Regions from separate parts of the Macaca mulatta genome. Here region 2 is linked to region 1. Evidence: chromatin contacts called from public Hi-C data. All regions are on one chromosome and are shown on one strand. Each heading gives the region's core, a stretch centred on a gene start, on an enhancer-like site or on the middle of the called end of the contact. The rest is flanking DNA. Distances are from core to core; before and after follow the strand shown. Region 1 holds the start of GABPB1 (GA binding protein transcription factor subunit beta 1). Region 2 holds the start of USP8 (ubiquitin specific peptidase 8).

What was found. A called contact is a pair of places that touch in the nucleus more often than the background predicts.
Region 2: a contact with region 1 is called in a Hi-C map of liver, with 4 times the contacts expected there. The contact joins the promoter of USP8 here to the promoter of GABPB1 in region 1. A contact is called at or near these places in 5 of 14 Hi-C or Micro-C datasets (blood, cortical neurons, fetal cortex germinal zone and 2 more).

Annotation. Positions count from the first base shown.
Region 1 is chr7:27,681,079-27,688,707 of T2T-MMU8v2.0, reverse strand. It overlaps GABPB1 (GA binding protein transcription factor subunit beta 1), which reads left to right and starts at 3,316. Exons shown (of 9, transcript NM_001194637.2): 1 at 3,316-3,739.
Region 2 is chr7:27,747,746-27,755,374 of T2T-MMU8v2.0, reverse strand. It overlaps USP8 (ubiquitin specific peptidase 8), which reads right to left and starts at 4,104. Exons shown (of 20, transcript NM_001265619.1): 1 at 4,056-4,104.

The DNA of each region.
Region 1 (7,629 bases), core at 2,067-4,566:
TCTTTCTAGTCATAAGCACAATGTTGTGTCACTCCTTAGTTCAAAAACCATCCATTGTTCTGCCTGACTCAAGGGTAAAATCTCAGTCCTTTAATCTGACATCCAAGGCCTTCCAGAGCTGGTTCTAAACTTTTTAAGTCTGACTTTCCACTATTCTCTATTTCACTAGACTGCACTGTCCAATATGGTAACAACTTGTCCCACTTGAAATGCAGGAAGTGAAATGAGGCTAATTTAGGAACCGAATTCATAATCCTAACTTTAATTTAAAATAAAATTTAAAAATACACACGATTCGATTACCGTACAACTTTTAAGTATGCTTGGAACGACTTGGATATGTGAATCTATTTTTTCAGCTGGAAATTTTACGAAATCAAGTACTGAGATATGTTATAAGTATAAAATACACACCAGATTTCAAATGCTTAGTTATGAGAAAAATGTAAAATATTTTTAATGTTTAGTGATTTTTTATATTGATCACATGTGAAATAATATTTGGATATACTGGGTTAAATAAAAGGTGTAATTAAAATTAATTCCACCTAGACAACATGCCCCAAACCTAGGCATCACTATTGATTCCTCCTTTTCCTCATTTAATTGGTGAGCAAGATAGGTCAGCTTTTTGGATCCATCCACTTTCCTCATCTCTACTGCTACTATCCTAGTCCATGATACTCCGTTTCGTAAATCCTTCAATGGCTTCCAGTGCATGTCACCTTATCGAGGCTGAAGACTTCACCTCCTATCATTCCTTCTTTTGGTCAGTAGACTTCAGCTACACTGACCTTGCTGTTCCCTAAACACAACAAACTTCTCACCTTAGGGCCTTTGCCCTGCTATTTTGGTCTCACACTCTGTTCTTAAGTCCTTTCTAATACCTTCTCAGTGAGGCCATCTCTGATCAACCAACCACCAAAAGTCTGCTCTCTTTTCCCCAGACTAACACTTCATCCAATCAGCCTTTAATTCTCTTCACAAACTTTTTTTTTTTTCCTTTTTGAGACGAAGTCTCCTTCCATCGCCCAGGCTGGAATGCAGTGGCGAGATCGCGGCTCACTGCAGCCTCCATGTCCTGGGGTTCAAGCTATTCTCCTGCCTCAGCCTCCGGAGTACCTGGGATTACACGAGCGTGCCATTGTGCCCAGCTAATTTTTGTATTTTTAGTAGTGATGGGGTTTCGCCAGGTCGGCCAGGCTGCTCTCTAACTCCTGAGCTCAGGAGATCCACCCACCTCAGCCTCCCAAAGTGCTGGGATTACCGGCGTGAGCCACTGCACCCGGCCTTCTTCACAAACTTACGGGATATTTTCTCATTTTAAAAACTTGTTTATACGCTGTTTCCCTCTAAAAACAGGAGTTGGAACCGTTTGTTTTGCTGCTGCTTTATTTCATTTATTCAGCTGCTTTATTTCTTCCAACAGTGTTGAATGAATATCTAATTGCTGGCTACACGTATCTGTCTGGTTGGCTCACAGGCACTTCGAATTTTACATGGTCGAAACAGAGAGTTCTTTCTTCCCTAACATATATTCTCTTATTTTGTTTCTAATCTCAGTGAAGATATTACTGTCCTCGTAGCTGCTCCAACTCATTTGGCAGTCACCTCTGACATCTATTTTCCTCAGTCATTTTCAGTTAACGAAATCTCCCAATAACCACTTCATCTTCTTCACAACTACTTGCCACCAACTCAGTCCAAGTCATTGTTGGCTCACAGTCTACTGTTTACTCCAAACTCTTTTCCTTGCCTCAAATTTTTGTGTAACAGTGATCTGTCTAAAATGAATTCAATCCTGATTCTTCTACTTAAAATCTTTCAATATCTTCCTCCTGGCTCTCAGAAGCTCACTTCTGCACATAGCATTCAAGGCCTTCACAAGCAGACCTCCAGCACTGTCTTCTTTACCCAAAAATCTCTCCAGTGTTTGCCTCCAAACATCGGTACTTACTGCTTCTTATCTAGGTCTTCCACAATACCCTTATTAAAGCCAATTGCTTCTCTAGTCCCATTCCATTTTATTCCTCCCTCTTGGTTTAGTAAGGGGTTCCTCCTTTATTTGATTCCACGGTATTAAGTAGCTTCACTCTCATCATACTGATGATGCCTACTTACTTGTCTACATTCTACAGCGTAAGATTAATGAGAGAAACGATTTTCTAACAATAATTAGCTGAATGTTCACTCAATGCTCATTCTGGGGGCAACGATTTTCTAACAATAATTAGCTGAATGTTCACTCAAACAATGCTCATTCAAATAATGCTACAGAAAAACATCAGCATTTTGACAAATTTCTATTAACTGAAGCAATGAAAATATTAAATCAAAAGAAAACATAGACTATGGTTCCTACGCTTTTTTTCTGTTTTAGCCACAATGCTTTAATAAATTACGCAAAGACTACAAACCTTTATTACATCAATTGTTACCAAAGGCTAAGTGGAGAAAGATTACTTATCTGAGGCTGCACAAAATCAGTGGGCAATGTGGATTTCATTTAAGCTTGTCAGTTCTCCTGGATTAAATTCTTGGCGCTGTCTCACATACTCCCAAGTCCTAGATGTAGGATGCTATAAGTTGCGGTTACTAGGTTGGGAAAGCCATGCCCTGACTCCCCTGCGAAAAACATATCAATATGTTAAGTTCCTTAGCAAATCACATCTAGATTAAGTTCATAAAGCTTTTTTTTTTTTTTTTTTTTAACCTTGCAATCTCCAAACTTTTGCTACTTAATAAAATACAACAAAAGTTTTGACATTCCAGCCACGGAAAAACAGATCTCTACCTCTGAGGTGGCAGTAATCCAAGCAGTTACTAGGATCTACGAAATATGAGGCATCATTAGAATGCTCGGGAAAAAAATCTACAGAAATATGTACATCTTCGTCATGAATCTGACCGTTGAGTTTATGCAAAAGTGGAAAAGGAACCTCACTCGTTCCTTCCCTGGTACCTTCACAGCGTCTCCCGTCCCAGTTTGACTAGTTGAATCTAGGGACACTTAAAAGGTAAATCCTAGCCTCCTGTCCTTGCGTCTCCCAGGATTCTGCTAGGCCGCTCAGTTGTCAAGCTTAAAGTCCAAAGATTCCGCACTCTCCGTCTTTAAACGGTCATGTCACAGAGACACGAAGGTTAGCACAGAACATTAGTTCCCAAACTACTACCCACCGCAGAAACAGGCGGGAAGGCTCCGCGGCCACCCAGCCTCTCCGCCGCGCACATGGCCGGCCGCAGCTCCCACCCCCGCTGCCGCGCAGGCGCCGGGTGGGCCGGGACTTGCGGTCGCCGAGAGCGGATCATTCCGCCGCTTTCTTTGTGTGGCTGAAGCGCTAGAAATGGCATACTTTCATCCCTTTCGTTAAAAAATCAGACTCTCTTTCCCCTCTCTCCCCGTGGGAACAGAGTCAGGGAGTGGGTAGGAGCGGGATCTGCCGATGAGTGCAGAGGCGGAAAATCCTCGGGCGAGCAGCTGACGAGGGCCGGGTCCGGGAGGGATGCTGGGAGCTTGACTCACTCGCACACCATGTGTCCCTCCGCGCGCAGCACGGGGGACTTTTCGGTGGGGATTTTGGGCGCCGACCAGACGCGGCATTTTCGGAAAATAGCGCCCTGTGCTGCTGGAGCGCTTTGTGTGTAGCGGGGCCGCGTCAGCCCGGCCGGGTACGAGGCGCCTCGGGTCCCCGCACCACCTCCTGCTGCCTTCCCGTCGCCGCTCCCGAAGCTTTTCCAGGTCAGTGCGGGTCTGTGTAGGGCCCTGTTACCACCGGATGTGGAAGTTGATCTCTTCGCTGGTAAAAAATAATTCCACTTCCCCCGGAACCCAGATCATCCCCGCGATTTCCTGTTTATTGCATTAAGGCGCCGGGTTTCCGGGGCTCCTGGCCCCGCTTATTCCGCGGGGGTCGGCGGGGTCGGCCTGGGCGCCCGCTCCGCCTGCGCCGCCGCTGCGCTTTGTCCGCTGGGCACCCCGCTTCTGGGAGGGGCGGGCAGACATGGTGGCGGCCGCCGCCCCCTCCTCGGCCCTGGCGTGCGGCGGCCTCCTCGCGGCTGCCCGGCGGGCCGGTCCCGAGCGGCAGCCCCGGGGTGGCGATGGGGTCGCGCCGAGGCAGCGGAGGTTCTGCGGGCGACTGGAGGTTGGCAGTGGGCGGGAGGAGGAAGGCAGGCGCGGCCGGGCCCGGCCTCTGGCGCCGCGGTACCCTTTGTCTGGGCAGCTTGACGGCCCCGCTGGGCTCTCCGGAGAGGGGAACGGGCGGCGGGGGCGGCGGGTCCTGGGCGCCCTGTGCTGCGGGGCCGAGAGGCGCTCGGGCCGCGGCGGGATCGGCCGGCCCAGACAGGGTTAACGGGAGAGCCTGGCCAGTCCCGCGCGGAGCCCCCGCAGCGACAGCCTTGGCCGCGGGGACTGGAGTCCTGAGGGGGAGAAGCCTGCCGTTTTGAAGGCTTGGGACTTCTGCCCGAAAGACTTCGCCGCCGAGACCCGCGGGTGCACGGCCTCAGGGAAAAAGTTGAGAATTTTGCCAGGTCATCTCTGCCAGGGCACAGTTCATCAGTGTGTATTTAGTGTGTTTCGGTGAAGCTCTCCAAGTGTGTTGAATCAGCGTGCCTAGCCTCAAGGGTGCATCGTGAAAACTGAAACCAAAGGAATGATACAGGCCTGCTTTGTGTGTGTCTTCCCACTTGAAGCTTGTTTTCAGTACAAATACACTTGCTTTAAACCTGATTGGACTGTGGCGAGCGGACATCTGTTCAAAGGAGGGGCCGAGACCACAGTACTTCTGAAGGGGGCTTGATAATGTGGAAACATTTTAAGTTTTCTCTCCGGACTGTTTTGCTCTTTCAATTCAGGCAAGTTACTGAAGTACGTTTTTTATCTAGAAAAAGGTTTGATGTAGGCTGTAAATGGTCCTTGTAAAGTACATTGCCATCCCAGAATGAAAAGATCGACTCTCATTTATTATGCAGAAGTTAGTGGTCAGACATTCTTGTAGATAGTTTATCTCATGTAAAGACCCACCCAGCTTGGTTTAAATTTTTTTCTCACTGACGTATAAACCATCAGCTTTGATACTTCCATTTTCAGGGTCAGACTTTGAGGAAACTAAAGATGGCTTTTTTTTTTCTCCCGGGTTTTTTTTTTCCCAAAAACAAAAAATACATCCATTACATGTTAACATAGATGATTTGTTAAGAGTAACATCTTGCATTTTTGCAAATCTTTTTAATGCCTGGTTTAATAGAAGATTCTCAAAACTACGTCACTGTTGTGGTTAGCACACCATGTAAACCTCTGGAACACTCCACTGTACACTCATACTTTTTTTTTTTTTTTAATACCAAAAAACAGAAATGTGTCATTCTTACCGTGCTTTCACCATACAAGTCAAATCAGGATGTTATGCAAGACACATTTTAACAAGACGAATAAGATTGATTCCCATACTTTTTTTTACCGGGCTCCAGCTTTTTTTAAAAGTTGGAATTTAGGTACCTAAACAAAATCACAAATAATGACTGCATAATCTTCCTATGATCTTGGAGACTCAGGAACATTTGAAAATATTCTTAAGTGATTAAAAAATTTAATTCTAGTACGTACAATGATTTACACAAGTAACACGTGAATTCCACATTACATATGCTATTAACACTGGTGTGTAAATGTTATTTTAAAAATGAAACATGCTGAAAACTATAGGAGGTGCAGATTCTACGGAAAACTAGTTCTGCAGTGAGTCCTTTGGTGAAACGAATAGTTCGCAGATACGTATCCTTAGAGTTCTTTGTCTCTTTGAATCATTCTGGGTTTTCTAGGTTGGGAGACAATTATACCTAACTGATTAATGGGTAAAAATTTAAGGCCATACTTTAATGGTTTTGAAAGGAAGCTAAGTTTGTTTCTAGTTGTTACTGTGAACTCTAGTCTGAATCTGTCAGTCTGTAGTTCTCTACTGTTCCATCAACAGGAAGCATCTGGTCATTCTTGGTGTAATTGTTAGAAAATACCAGGTGTATTTTTAATGTTTGCTGTTTAAATGAAAATAGATTGGATCTTGGTTAAGTTTACTTGGTTTGGCCAGGCACAGTGGCTCACGCCTGCAATCCCAGCACTTGGGGAGGCGGAGGCGGGCCGATCACCTGAGGTCAAGAGTTTGAGACCAGCCTGGCTAACACGGTGAAGCCCCATTTCTACTAAAAGTACAAAAAATTAGCCGGGTGCGGTGGCGTGCGCCTGTAATCCTAGCTACTTGGGAGGCTGAGGCAGGAGAATCGCTTGAGCCAGAGAGATGGAGGTTGCAATGAGCCGAGATAGCGCCATTGCAATCCAGCTTGGGCAACAAGAGCGAAACTCTGCTCCGTCTCAAAAAAAAAAAAGTATGCTTGGTTTTAGTTTGTTTTTTCCTCTAACATTGTGTCATTATAATGGACCACATCTCCTGTACCATGGATGTTTTGTTTTGTTTTGTTTTTCCTTTGCCCTTCGTTACCTTGTTAGAAATAGTAACGGGTAAAGTTCACATGTCATGAGGAATTCAGAAATTACATGAAGTTTTGCATCATGAATTTATTTTTGAGGGTGCTTGAGGTGGTTACCCAGTCTCTGTTTGCAGGTAGCCTGAGTTCAGATGAACTCTCTGATGGCCTTCATCTCTTCTGACTTTGCAAACGTTAAAAAACAAACCCACACAAAATCTCGAAGTTCAGAGCAACTTAGTTTCCTTAGTGTCATCCTTCCCCTCCCCTCTCCTCCCCCACAACTAGTAGGATTTCCAGCTAGTAATCACAATGTTTCTATAGCCTGATGTGCCTACTTTGGTATAGCTATAATTAGTATTATAGTTTTCTGAAGATGTTTGTTCCATCATGCTTTCTAGAAGGTAAATCTAGCACTAGATGAGATCAGTATTAGGGCCTGTGTTTTTTCTCAGTGTTGACATCACAGTGCTCTATACAGAGAAGATGCTTTGGTGCAATCAGCTGTCAGTTCGGTTGTTGGTGGGCTAGTGCACCTTCCTCTGTCTCTCTGTCTGTCTGTCTGTCTCCCTCCTTCCTTCCCTCCCTCCCTCCCTCCCTCCCTTCCTTCCCTCCTTCTCTCCCTTCTTCCCTCCCTGTGTTCCCCTCTGAACCTTTTCTTTCTTTGACAGGGTCTTGCTTTCTCTGTTACCCAGGCTTAGTGCAGTGGTGCAGTTATACTTCACTGCAAGCTCCACCTTTCAGGCTCAAGCGATGCTGCCTCTGCCTCAGCCTCCTGAGTAGCTGGGACTACAGGTACCTCCCAACGTGTCCGGCTAATTTTTAAATTTTTTTGTAGAGACGAGGTCTCACTATGTTGCCCAAGCTGGTCTCAAACTTCTGGACTCAAGTGATCCTCCCACCTTGGCCTCCCACGTGTTGGGATTACAGGCGTCAGCCACCAAACCTGTTGGAGAGTAATTCTGAAGATGGTAGAACAGCGTATTGAAAGAGCAAGGTGTTAGCCCCACTTTACTTTGTACTAGTTATATTATACGTGGGGTATTGAGTTGGCTTTTTGGGTAGCATACTATCATAAGTGAGACCTTGTATTCATTCTCAGACTTTATCAGAATAATCTGGAGAGCTAATAAGAAACCACACAGAGGCCCA
Region 2 (7,629 bases), core at 2,855-5,354, 66 kb before region 1:
GCAGCCTGGGCGACAGAGCAAGACTCCGTCTCAAAAACAAACAAACAAACAAAAAACGAAATTGTAATGTGTTAGTCAAAAGAGACAAGGCTTAGTTAAGCCATATTCACTATACATGAGAACTGTTTTACTTGAATTAGTATGGTATTAGTCAGGTGTGGTGACGTGTGCCTGCAGTCCTAGCTACTTGGGAGGCTGAGGCAGGAGGATCACTTGAGCCCAGGAAGCAGAGGTTACAGTGAGCCAAGATCATGCCATTGCACTTCAGCCTGGGTGACAGAGCAAGACCTTGTCTCAATTTAAAAAAAAAAACAAAGGGCTACATGCGATGGCTCACGGCTATAATCCCAGAACTTTGGGAGGCTGATCACCTGAGGTGGGCAGATCACCTGAGGTCAGGAATTCAAGACCAGCCTGGCCAACATGGCAAAACCCTATCTCTACTAAAATACAAAAATTAGCCGGGCGTGGTGGTGGGTGCCTATGGTCCCAGCTACTTGGGATGCTGAAGCAGAATTGCTTGAACCCACGAGGCGGACACTGCAGTGAGCCGAGAACACATCACTGCACTCCAGCTTGGGAGACAGAGCAAGACTCCGTCTCCAAAAAAAAAAAAAAAAAAAAAAAAAAAAAAAAAAAAAAATTAGTATGGCTATAAATGTAGAATTCTAAATAACTTTAATATAATATGTCATCATTCAGTACTAGTAAATTCTATATTATGGAACTGTTGCAGGCCTTACTTTCCATTTATTAATCATATGACTTTCAACAAATTCCATAAATCACTCCCAACATGACCACCACTGCTCTTCAGTTTACTTTCATCTGCAAAATGAAACAGGAATGATTTGTCTGCTTCTATAGGGTGACCATAGGTATCAAGTGAAAAAATATACAAAAACATGTTTTGAAAACTGTAACATGCCGGCCGGGCGCGGTGGCTCAAGCCTGTAATCCCAGCACTTTGGGAGGCCGAGGTGGGTGGATCACGAGGTCAGGAGATCGAGACCATCCTGGCTAACATGATGAAACCCCGTCTCTACTAAAAATACAAAAAACTAGCCGGGCGTGGTGGTGGGCACCTGTAGTCCCAGCTACTTGGAGGCTGAGGCGGGAGAATGGCATGAACCCGGGAGGTGGAGCTTGCAGTGAGCCGATATCGTGCCACTGCACTCCAGCCTGGGCGACAGAGCGAGACTCCGTCTCAAAAAAAAAAAAAAAAAAAAAAAGAGAACTGTAACATGCCATTAAAACATAATGCATTATGGTTAAAGAAATTGGAAATGGGTTGGGCGCAGTGGCTCACGCCTGTAGTCCCAGCACTTTGGGAGGCTGAGGCGGGTGGATCACAAGGTCAAGAGATCGAGACCATCCTGGCCAACATGGTGAAACTCCATCTCTACTAAATACAAAAATTAGCTGGGCGTGGCGACATGCTACTTGGGAGGCTGAGGCAAGAGAATGGCATAAACCCAGGAGGCAGAGGTTGCAAAAAGCCGAGATCGTACCGCTGCACTCCAGCCTGGCGACAGAGCAAGACTCCATCTCAAAAAAAAAAAAAAAAAGAAAAGAAATTGGAAATTGGAAGCATACCTTATTATTCATCTGCTATATAAATGCAAACAAGAGTCCAATACAACTTTGTCATCAAAATTACAGTAGACAAAGCATGGCCACAAATTCTTTGACATTTTTCCCTTCAAAAGTGAGGGTTGGATACTGGTCTGACTGCTCTAACCAACAGAGTATGTTGGAAATAATGTTGTGCCTATTTCTGGGTTCAGGCTTTTTGGGAGACACGCAGCTTCTATTTCCTGTCTCCTCAAACATGTATTCTTGGAACCTAACCACCATACTGTTCACGTCAGAAGTTCAAGTCACGTGAAGAGGCTATGTGTGGGCATTCCAGTTGACATTTCCAGCTGAACTCCTAGCCAACATCAACTGCCTTCACATGAATTAGCCATTTTGGATGTCCAGACCAGCTGAGCTCTCGGATGACTCCAAACTCAGCTGCTTATCTGAATACAAACGCATTAAAGTCTAGGTGAGAACCACTTAGCTAAGTACAGGCAGGCCAGAGAAACAGGAGAGATATAAATTATAGTTTTAAGCCACTGTGTTTTGGAGTCATTTGTTACGCAGCAATAGGTAACTGGGACAACAACAAGGTATTTTTTAAATGTTTCCTTAATTATTTCTAATTTTATTAGCAACACATCCTTGAAGACTTTTTTTCCTTTCACTTCCGTAAATATGAGCGCATTTTCATGTAGAAAAGTTCATAATAAAGTATAATGCTAGACTTATGAAAAAAATTTAATGTACTGGTTTTATTTTCCAACTGTCTTACTCAAAAGTCATTTTGATTATTTTCCATTATGTCCACGCTTTTTATTTTAATTTTTTGAGATGCAGTTTTGCTCTTGTCACCCAGGCTGGAGTGCAATGGTGCAATCTCAGCTCACTGCAACCTCTGCCTCCCCGGTTCAAGCGATTCTCCTGCCTCAGCCCCTGGAGTAGCTGGGATTACAGGCGTGTGCCACCATGCCCAGCTAATTTTGTTTTTTAGTAGAGACCAGGTTTCGCCATGTTGGCCAGGCTGGTCTCGAACTCCTGACCTCAGGTGATCCACTCTCCTCGGCCTCGGAAAGTGCTGGCATTACAGACGTGAGCCACTGCGCCCAGCCACGTCCACATTAATAAACAAATGCCCATAATGATTAATAAAGTCCAAGTAAATATATTAAAAAATGAAATGCTAAAAAAGTCACCTTTAAAACATTTTTGTTAGTTTTTCTTATACATTGTTTTCTAAAAAAAATACATGCCTATGTGCAAAATTTCATTAATGACAGGTGTGTATATATATATATTTTTACTACTACAGGGTCTTCACTATCTAATATTAAAGATGCATCCAATGTGTCACAAGAAAAGGAATACCTATTTCAAGGCAGCCATATCAACATGATAAAGACATAACACAACCGATATCACCTTCCAGATATGCTTAATGGTCCAGGGATATGTTGTAAGGAGAAACTACCCAAATCTATCATGAATGACATTCACCAACGAATCTTAAACAGAATCGGCTGAAATGCAAAATCTGCTTACATGGCAAAGCCGCAGCAGAGCAAGCCTAAAACAGGAACACTTCCTTAACAAATAACCACTTGGCATTTTTAATGGCTGCAGCAAGATATTTACAAAACTAAGGATGCTTCGCAGATTCAGAAAAGGTAATATCCTTTAGATACAAATCCCTTTCATCTGAAACCCTCAGGTCTCTTAAATTCTAAATTCCTTAGGCTCTGCAACACCTCCGTGTCAGGTAAATATTTTGTTAGTGATTAAGTGACTTGTTCAAGGTCACAGAATGAACTGGAGGCAAGAAATAAACCCAGGAGGGTGGTCTGCAGCTTTCTATATAAATGCACATCGCTGCAAGTAAGGATTCCGATAATTTCCAAGGTGGAGTGGCGGCGAAATGAACTTGTCCCACAACTCTAGGTTGGAAGGCACTTTTTAGGGGGGCGGGGAAAAGCTTCTATTTGAGGCAGTCATAGTTTTAACTCTGATAAGCTTATAGGGTCTTTAAACTCCTACTTCACTAAAATGAAGTGTGACTAGGGAAGAGGAGAAACTGGGAAACAGTTTTAGGAGCTGTAGTAAGGCCTGGGATTGTAGGCAGATTGCAGAGAGTAAAATAAAAAAAATAAAAAAAAAACAAAAACAAAAAACCGGAAGCAAGAGGAAAGAGGTCAAAGTCGGGTATAAGTGTCCAAGAGAACGGAAGAATGGTCAAAGCCACCTTTTAAAACCGAAAAACCGCACGAAACTCGCTTGGCAATCCTAGATGGGTGGCGTAAAAGACTCAAGGTTGGGCCCTTCCTCTCCACAAGCCGGTTCTACCTTTCGGAGTTGTCCCACTCCTCTCCGCGGACAGGGCTTGTCTCCCGGGTGACCAGCAGCTGGTGGAAGGAGAGGGGGTTCACAGCGGACGACTTCCCAGAGGACAGGTGCCAGGGCCCAAGACCCGCACTCACCGTGACGCCCGGCGCGCTTCACTAACGCCAGCCTTCTCGCCAAACGCCCATCTCCCAAGAACTCGAGGGAGAATTAGCCTTGGCTATCAGGACGGAAGCCAGCCCAGCTCATCCCCTTTTCCCGATTTGCATTGCGAGGCGACGCGTCGCGTCTCCAGACGTCACGGTAGGGGCTGGGCTTCGCGTGCGCTCCTTGACTTCTCTCTTCCACCGCCCTCCCCCTTTCGGTGAGGGCCGAGCGGCGGGGCGAGGGAGGGTCGAGGGAGGGTCGAGGAGGACGTTATGGGTGGGCGGCGGCGGCAAGGGCGGGATTTCTCTGAGCCGGATCAACACAGTCGGCCGGTTCTGTACCCCCCGCACTGCACCCTGCATTTCCGGGTTGCAACCGGGCGGTAGCCAAGCGGCCCAGGTTCGCTTCGCATCCTGGGCCTTGTGGAAGAAGCGAGGTTGCTCTTGCATCCCTTTACTACGTTATTTTCCTCCTCAGATTGGAAATTAGAAAAAACTTAAAAGGGGATTTAACGCCCCTCTATTTCTGTCTTAACATTCTCTGAAGCCAAGCCTTTCTTTGGTCAAAGAAAAACAGGTATTATCCTAAAACATATTTTATGTACAATTTTTAACGTCATTTAAAAGGCCCCGTCGAGGCCGGGCACGGTGGCTCACGCCTGTAATCCCAGCACTTCGGGAGGCCGAGGCGGGCAAATCATGAGGTTAGGAGTTCGAGACCAGCCTGGCCAATATGGTGAACCCCCCCCACCCCCCATCTCTATTAAGAATACAAAAAAATTAGCTTGGCGTGGTGGCGCGCGCCTGTAATTCCAGCTACTCCAGTGGCTGAGGCAGGAGAACTGCTTAAACCCGGGGAGGGGAGGTTGCAGTGAGCCGAGATCGCGCTGCTGCACTCCAGCCTGGGCAGCAGAGCAAGACTCCGTCTGGTTGGGGGAAGGCCGGTCTAACAGAAACGAAATGAGAGGTCTGAACTTTCTCGCGAGCTGATCTTTGTACTCTCTTAGAGAAAGGTGATTGGATGCTCCGGTTATCTGTAAACATAAAATTGATTTGGGTGGAGCTTTAGGCAGTAGTCACTAAGGCCTCAGGAACACTCCGGGTGTCTTAGGGATGGGAAATCTGGCAGCAAGATCTAGTAGACGTAGGCCGGGCGCAGTGGCTCAAGCCTGTAATCCCAGCACTTTGGGAGGCCGAGACGGGCGGATCACGAGGTCAGGAGATCGAGACCATCCTGGCTAACACAATGAAACCCCGTCTCCACTAAAAATACAAAAAAATTAGCCAAAAAATTAGCCGGGCGTGGTGGCGGCGCCTGTAGTCCCAGCTACTCGGGAGGCTGAGGCAGGAGAATGGCGGGAACCCGGGAGGCGGAGCTTGCAGTGAGCCGAGATCGCGCCACTGCACTCCAGCCTGGGCGACAGAGCGAGACTTCGCCTCAAAAAAAAAAAAAAAAAAAAAAAAAAAAGATCTAGTAGACGCTTTTAAGTGAAAGTGTGTGCCACATTGTACAGTGTAAACTGCTCGGGTGATGGGTGCACCAAAATCTCAGAAATGACCACTAAAAAACTTTTCCATGCAACCTGTTACCCCAAAACTACTGAAATGAATTTTTTTTTTAAAGGATAAAATAAAGTGTGTTCAATGAATTTGTAATGAAGGCCAGTTTCAGTGGCCCAGGCCTGTAATCCCAGCACTTTGGGAGGCTGAGGCAGGAGGATCCCTTGATCCCAAGAGACAGAGACCAGCTTGAGCAACAAAGGGAGACCCCCATCTCTACAAAAAAAAATTTTAAAATTAGGCTGAGTGCAGTGGCTCATGCCTGTAATCCCAGCACTTTGGGAGGCCGAGGTGGGCAGATCACTTGAGGTCAGGAGTTTGAGACCAGCTTGGCCAAAATGGTGAAACCTCGTCTCTACTAAAAATACAAACATTAGCTGGGCGTGGTGGCACGCACCTGTAATCCCAGCTACTCAGGAGGCTGAGGCAGGTGAATTGACTGAACCAGGAAGGTGTAGGTTAGATCATGCCACTGCACTCCAGCCTGGGCAACAGAGCGAGACTCCTCCAAAAAACAAAAAAAAAAATCTAAGTTACAAATAGCATTTCCGTTTTCCATAGAATCTAAAACTCCCCAAAATTTCTGTGAACTACAGCAGTATTTTCTCCACTTGGTAAGAGACATAAGGACAGCTTTACTACCCTTCTTTATCCAAACTAAGTTAAGAACAGCCCAGGTTTCCTGATTCTCACTCCCAAGTAAAACTAAATAGGTTTTATGTATGTTGCAGCTGTTGCACCCTTTTCCTCTTTGAAATAAAACTTTTCTATTTGTTTGGGGAAAGAAAACATGACTGAAAGTCCAAAGTGTTAGCTTAGAGCTCAAAACACTAGCTGCTGTTTCAAGGTCCAGTCTCCATGTGGACGGCTCATGGCCTGTTTAAATTGTTGCCATAAGGAAATGGGGCAGAGTGTTGCCAATTTTCTGATTTTCTGTGCGTGGGAAAAATCTCCAAACTGCTTTTTAAATTTGGGGAATATTTTTTATATATATATATGTGTGTGTGTGTGTGTGTGTGTGTGTGTCAACTAACGTAATCCATATACACACGAATTGTTAGTTGACAACAACAGTATACATAAAAAAATTTACAAACACTGCAAAACAAATAAAATCCAAGCCATCCATTTGTGACCACAGTCATAAGCATTAACTTAGCCAGGGGCTTTCAGATAATTCTCTGTTAAAGAGGAAGTCTGAGAAAAGACTAAGATAACCAAATGAACATAATGCCAAAGAATGAAATCATGGGAACAATTTGGATTTTGTTCCAAAGTCAAGTGTTTTTTAAATAATCTTTCCATACTTCATGTTTTGTTCTATAGAGTTCAACGTTTTAACTTCCATGGCCCTTTAGATCTCTTTCGAGCACATTCCATGATTTTTCTTCTGATCATACTCCCTCCACAAAACCTTTTTCGGCTGGGTGTAGGGGCTCACAGTTGTAATCCCAGCACTATGGGAGGCTGAGGTGCATGGATTGCTTGAGGTCAGGAGTTTTGAGACCAGCCTGGGCAACATAGCAAGATCCTATCCCTACAAAATATTAAAAAATTAGCCGGGCACGGTTGGTGCATGCCTGTAGTCCAAGCTACTTGAGAGGCTGAGACAGGAGGATTGGTTGCGCCCAGGAGTTTGAGGCTTCAGTGAGCTATGATTCCGCCACTGAACTCCATCCTGGGTAACGGAGTGAAGACCCCGTCTCTTTGAAAAGAAAATAATAATAATTAATTTTTTAAAACCCCTTTTTCATTTCCCAACATTTTTTTGGCTACTATGATCTCTAAGTGTTACTTCAAATAATTTCCAGTGAATCCACACTTGATGTTGCAGGGCCTGAGTTTGCTGCAGAAATATAATTTCCCACACTCTATGCCTAAAGGGGATTCAGAGCTATCACTTTAAACCAAAAGTATTGATTTTTAAAGCTGCTTAGACAACAAAGTCAGGAAAGGTACTCTAAATGTTTAACAGCAATCATCTTTGGGGTATGGGCATCTTGGT